Linked DNA regions of Callithrix jacchus: region 2 is linked to region 1. The links are chromatin contacts, called in public Hi-C maps. All regions are on one chromosome and are shown on one strand. The core of a region is the stretch at or near the end of the contact, and the rest is flanking DNA. Distances in the headings are between cores, read along the strand shown. Region 1 has its middle 24 kb from the start of KRT78. Region 2 holds the start of KRT84 (keratin 84).

Evidence for each region. Hi-C and Micro-C count contacts between places; a contact is called where the count stands out from the background.
Region 2: a contact with region 1 is called in a Hi-C map of induced pluripotent stem cells, with 4 times the contacts expected there. The contact joins the promoter of KRT84 here to the enhancer-like site in region 1. A contact is called at or near these places in 3 of 3 Hi-C or Micro-C datasets (induced pluripotent stem cells and skeletal muscle).

The regions. Positions count from the first base shown.
Region 1 is chr9:66,671,881-66,674,633 of calJac240_pri, reverse strand. No RefSeq gene overlaps it. Among named protein-coding and RNA genes, the nearest start is that of KRT78, 24 kb to the left of the region's middle. Within about 2 kb of position 1,378, at least 15 of the 16 cell types and tissues checked have an H3K27ac peak or open chromatin away from gene starts, as enhancers often do. A contact at or near this core is called in skeletal muscle, where this site is marked.
Region 2 is chr9:67,124,259-67,127,011 of calJac240_pri, reverse strand. KRT84 (keratin 84) reads right to left here and starts at 1,326. Exons shown (of 9, transcript XM_035256696.3): 1 at 738-1,326. The coding sequence starts at 1,274. The region is part of intron 1 of LOC118144243; the gene reads left to right.

The DNA.
Region 1 (2,753 bases), core at 129-2,628:
CTGTTTTCCTTGGTGGTGGGGGCAGGGGGGTCTGTTTGTGTCTTTTATCTTCATGCATTGCAAATACACCGTGTTGATAGGTACCTGGTCCTATATGTGTATTAATGTCTGAGGTTTTGCGTGTGTGTAAATCTGCATGTGTCCATGACTGTGTGTGTGTGGATATATCCGTGTGGGGGTCATCATCGCTACCATTTATTGAGTTATTTCAATGTACTTTCCAGGGGTTGTTTCCTTGAATCCTCATGACAGTCCTTTAAGGAAGGTATTTTAGCTATCTCCATTTTACAGAAAGGGACCTAGAGTTGGAGAGATCCGATAATTGACTCAAAGTCAGATAACCTGTAAGAGCCAGAAACAGGAGACATCCCTCTACTGCTGAAAGTGTCTCTGTGTGTCCAAAAATAGAGAGCTGTAATCGAGAATCATGTAACACCTGCACATCTGTCTGCCTGCACCATCTAAACCTGTGCGTGCGTGCGTGCGTGCGTGCGTGTGTGTGACCCAGGAGCAAGTCAGCCAGCAAGCACCTGGCATCACCAGAGTTTTAGGGACAGTGACCCTCCGAGCATATTTTCTGACAGTATTTTCCCGAGTACATATCCCGACTGCATTTTCTGAAGCAGAAAACAGCGCGTGGTGTTGCTGACTCTGGACAGAGAACTTCTGCCGTCAAGACTGTGCCAGGAAATGCCCCTGTCCCCCTGAGCCTGGCAAACAAGGCAGCCTGTCTCCTTTGAGGAGGAGCTGAGTGCCCCGCAGAGACAATCCGGGAAGAGCTCAGAGGGGGGCAAGAAGGAACCAGAGCAAGGCTACCCCCACTCCCCGCAGAGCCACACGTGCCCCTAACCCGCAGGCGGGAGTGGCAGGGAGGGGCCCCGGGGAGAGGGGCTGAGACGCTCGGTTGCCCTGAGAGCCCTGTGCTCCGTCTCCGACAACCTCTCTCTAAAAGCAGAGACCATGGCGACTGGCTGGGTGCCCTTGTCAGGGGTCTCTCGGGGCAGCGAGGAGCCCTGGGAACCCGGAAGCGCGCGGGGCGCGGCGGGGCGGGGCAGAGCGCTAGGGCCGGGTGGCGGCCGCGGATTGGCTGGGCCCGAGCGCTCCCACGGCAGCCAGGAGCCCAGGGCGGCGCCGGCCGCGGCCGCTCCGCGGTGACTCATCCTGCACCCCACCTCTGGAGCTGGACGGGCGCCCGGCCTAACTTCCCACCCCAGACCCTCCCGCTAAGCCGGGACAGCCTGACTCAGCAGGGAGAGCCTGGCCTGCCTGCCGCCCCCTTCGCGTCCTCCCCGGGGGCGGAGAAGGGTGTGGGGGGAGAATGCGTTTCCTTCCCTATGGGAGAATTTGTCCGGCTTAGGGAGGAAATATGGTATCTGTTCTTCTGGGCGACTGTGTCTGTCCATGGAGCGGTGGGGTCTTCTGTTCCTCTGAAACGGGAGGCTGCGTGCCTGTTCTTCTGGGGGTGTCTCTGTGTATTAAGATCTTTATGGTCTGGCCGAAGGACGTGGCCTTTTGGAGTCTGCGTGTTGGTCCCTTTGGCGTGTTACTCACCACCACTACTCAAAATCATCTCTGCGCCCCCTACACCCCGCTTCCCCACATGCTTAGCAGCTCTGTGCCTCTGTCTCACAGAGGCCAGGACAGGCCCATCAGGGGTTAGCTCTGGGAATTCTCCAGCTCTGGCTCTGCTCCCTCCACAGGGCCAGGGCCCCTGAAGGTCAGAGGCCAGATTCTACCCTGCAGGCCCGGCTCAATCCCTACAGCAGTGCCTGCAAGACCGCAAAGTGATGCCCCAAAAAGGAGAAAGGACCCACAACTGTCCAGAGACTACAGTGTGCCACTTGTGCCATGCTAGGAGCTTCGTGTTCACCTTATCCACTGCTTCTCACAGCAACTCCAACAATAAACGTAATCCTGAAGGGGCGCTGTGGCTCACACCTGTAATCCCAGCACTTTGGGAGGCTAAGAAGGGCAGATGACCAGCCTGACCAACATGGTGAAACCCCATCTCTACTAAAAAATATATATATAAATTAGCCGGGTGTGGTGGCATGCACCTATAATCCCAGCCACTCAGGAGGCTGAGACAGGAGAATCACCTGAACCCAGAAGGAAGAGGTTGTACTGAGCCAGCCATTGCACTCCAGACTGGGTGACAAAGCGAGACTTCGTCTCAAAAAAAAAGAAAGAAGAATAATCCCATTTTACCAGGGAGAAACTGAGGCCTGGGTGGTAGCTTAAGGTCCCAGTGGCATAGTATGTGAGCAAATTTGGATTTGAACCCAGGACTGTCTGGCTCTAAAGAGTAAGCTCTTTCCATGGCTGTGGCTGCTCCCTGAGCTCCCTAACCAGGAGTGGCCTCCACCTGGCCCCACAGCAAACCTAGGGGAAACTCTGCCACCTCCACAGGGAGGCCAGCCTTCAACTTCACGAAGGCTTTCCCATCCCAAGGGAGGATCCAGAGGACTGTGAGAGGCTGGAGTGGAAGGAGAAAGAAGCCGAGAGTCAGTACATGTGGGGTTTGGAAGAGGCAACAGGATATGCCAGATCCCAGGGCTGGGGAAGAACACGGCAGCTCCACCCAACCCGTGCACACTTTGTAGGACACACACACACGTGCACAATGGCTGCTGGACACACCCAGCGCACAGAGCCAGCTGTGGGGGTCATTGGAAAGATTCCCAGACACATACACGTGTATGTTTCCTGTTGTGCACACCTGATATATAGAACTATTACCAACAGACATGAAG
Region 2 (2,753 bases), core at 77-2,576, 450 kb before region 1:
TGGAAGAGAACTTAGAGACCTTTGACTCCAGATCCTCATTTTAGAGAGGAAGAAACCAAAACTTACAGAGGTTCTCTTCCATTCTCAGACACAGCCATTCCATCTCCACATAGGCATGGTGAGTGGGATGTCAGTTCTTTTGGGTGATCCAAGTCGCTGTTCCCACTCATGTGCCTGAAGACCAGTGACTACTAGCGGTCGCTCCCTACAGTTTCCCTGAATCTAGGCAACTTGGCCGAATTTCGATACCCCATCTGGGGGTCTGAATTCCTTTTTCTTTTTAATTACTCAACTCCATTCTCTACTTTTCTAAGCTTGGACAGATGAAGTCACTCAGCCTTAGAAACTCTGAAAACTTCGAAGGATCTCAAAGAATAAAACCTCTTAAACATGTATCAGGCAACACTTGGCTAAAGCCCCAATGTTTCCAGCCTGTTTCAGAGACATTTCTAAGCGACCAGATGGAACACGTGTCCAGATGCCCTTGAGTTTGGCTGGAGGTTCCTCTGTCCTCCAGAAGATGTCATCGCTGTCTGAATCTATCTACCATGCAGCATGGCCTCTGGCTTGTCCTTGCTCTGCAGCAGAGCATCCCACAATGCCTTAGGTAGACACTTGAAAGATCTGGGGTCAGGTTCCAGTCCCAGAACTTAGCCAGTTCTTTTTAAGGGAAAGACGATCCTAGTGCATTTTGGCTCTAATATTCCTAGACCCTGAGGTTCAGCTATCATAGGTACCTTGTCAATGAAGGAGGCAAACTTGTTGTTGAGGGTCTTGATTTGCTCCTTCTCATCTTTCTTCACCCTCTGGGCATTGGGGTCAATCTCCAGGTTGAGGGGGGTCAGCAGGCTCTGATTCACAGTCACTGCTGTGATGGATGGGGCTGCTGGGACTCCAACTCTGTAGCCAAAGCCAGGGCTGCCAAAGCCACAGCCAATGCCACTGCCAGCTCCAAACCCCAGGCCAACACAGCTGCCAGCCCCAGGCCCCAGACCAACACCTCTTCCATCACCAAAACCCATCCCACAGCCAGCACTGAAGCCGACTCCACAGCGGACGGGCCGAGGGCCTACAGGTGCCATACGGGGTGAGTACGATCCAAAGGTGACGACGCTCCGACTGCCAAAGCTGCCAAGGCCCCGGAAGCCTGGCCCACTCCTGCAGGAGACAGAGCTGGCCCGGAAGCGGTTCAGGTTCTGCGGTGTCGTTGCTGAGCAAGAGCTGAAGTTGCCCACCCGGTGACCAGAGCTGACTCGGTAGGAGCGGCAAGACATGGCAGCTTCCTGGTTGGGAGTGAAAGAGCGAGTGTAGAATGGACGAGCTGGAGCTGGGAGTCCCTCTGAGGCTAGTGGATCCCATGTGCCCCTTTTATGTGTGTGGTGATCTGAGGCTTGGCCCCATAAAAACGAGAAAAGCCATTTGCAGGCATTTATGAGCTTGGGTAGTTAGCAGAAACTCTTCATGCCTATAACCTCCTTGACGGTGAGTTAACTCAGACACACCTAGGCTCATCAGGATGAGGGCTGTAGCAGCAAACCAATAAATATTAAAAACACATAAACACATAAACATTATAGTCCTATTTTTCCCCATAAGTCACCACAATTGCCATTATGGGGACATTAATTTGGTTTGGTCATAAATGCAATAGGTTTTTTCACTGTAAGTGTGGCTAACCACCAGAAAGTTAGGATGGCGAGAGCTCCAGCAAGAGGCTCCCAAGGGATGCATCCGTGAAGACATCACCCTCTACAGGGGTAGGGGTGTGTGCAAAAGAGAGATGTGGTCTGCACATCTCCAAGGAGGAAGTGATATGGAGAAAATACAGCTTGTTGCATCTCTGTAGATCGATTAAATAACCAAAAAAACCTTCTGCCATATGGCTGTTTATGTGAGAGTTGAATCTATAGTAAAGCTCATTTGGGCTAGTTTAGACACATCTGTGACTTGAGACACTCAGAGATATTCATTCATTCAATAGTTTTCGAGTGCCTACTATGTATCCAGCAGTGTGCTTGGTGCTTAGGGTACAGAGATTAAAAAGACAGCCTCTATCTTCACGGTAGTAGGGAACACTTTATCTTAATTATTATTATTATTTTTTTAAGTGACAGAGTCTATGTTGCCCCGGCTGGTCTTGAACTCCTGGGCTCAAGTTATCCTCCTGCTTCCACCTCCCGAGTAGCTGGGACTGCAGGCATGCACCACCACGCCCAGTAGAAGATTTATCCTGAGAACTTCCAGCAGTCACCACTTTGTGGCATGATTTGAGTCCAAAGCATTGGAAAGTTTATGCATAGAAAGTTAACTACATGATTTTTAGCCCCCAAATATACCATAGGGCAGATTTATAGGCCTGTTCATTTAGGTTCCTTGAATTATTGATGAATCTTTGGTTAGGATAGAGAGACACAATATGCATCTGGATAAAAAATGAAAAGTTCATTCCAGCTAAAGATAACATCCAGCAGCTAAGTATTATCATTGTTATCAATATTGCAGCTCTCTTAGGACCCTGAACCAGGCTGGTGTTTACCTTTTCTATTCTAGTGTGTCCGGTGCCCAGGGAAATGCATGTTTGACTGGATGCTTGAGATTCTTTGGGATGCTTGGAATTCTACTTGGAAGGGGGTGTGTGCTTTTGACTGGAAGCATCCAGCTCATTTGTGAGGTATTTTCTTTTTCCAGCAATCGTTTATATGTCTAAGGGGGAAATGAAGCAGAAAAAAATAACAAGTGTGTACTTCTCGTCA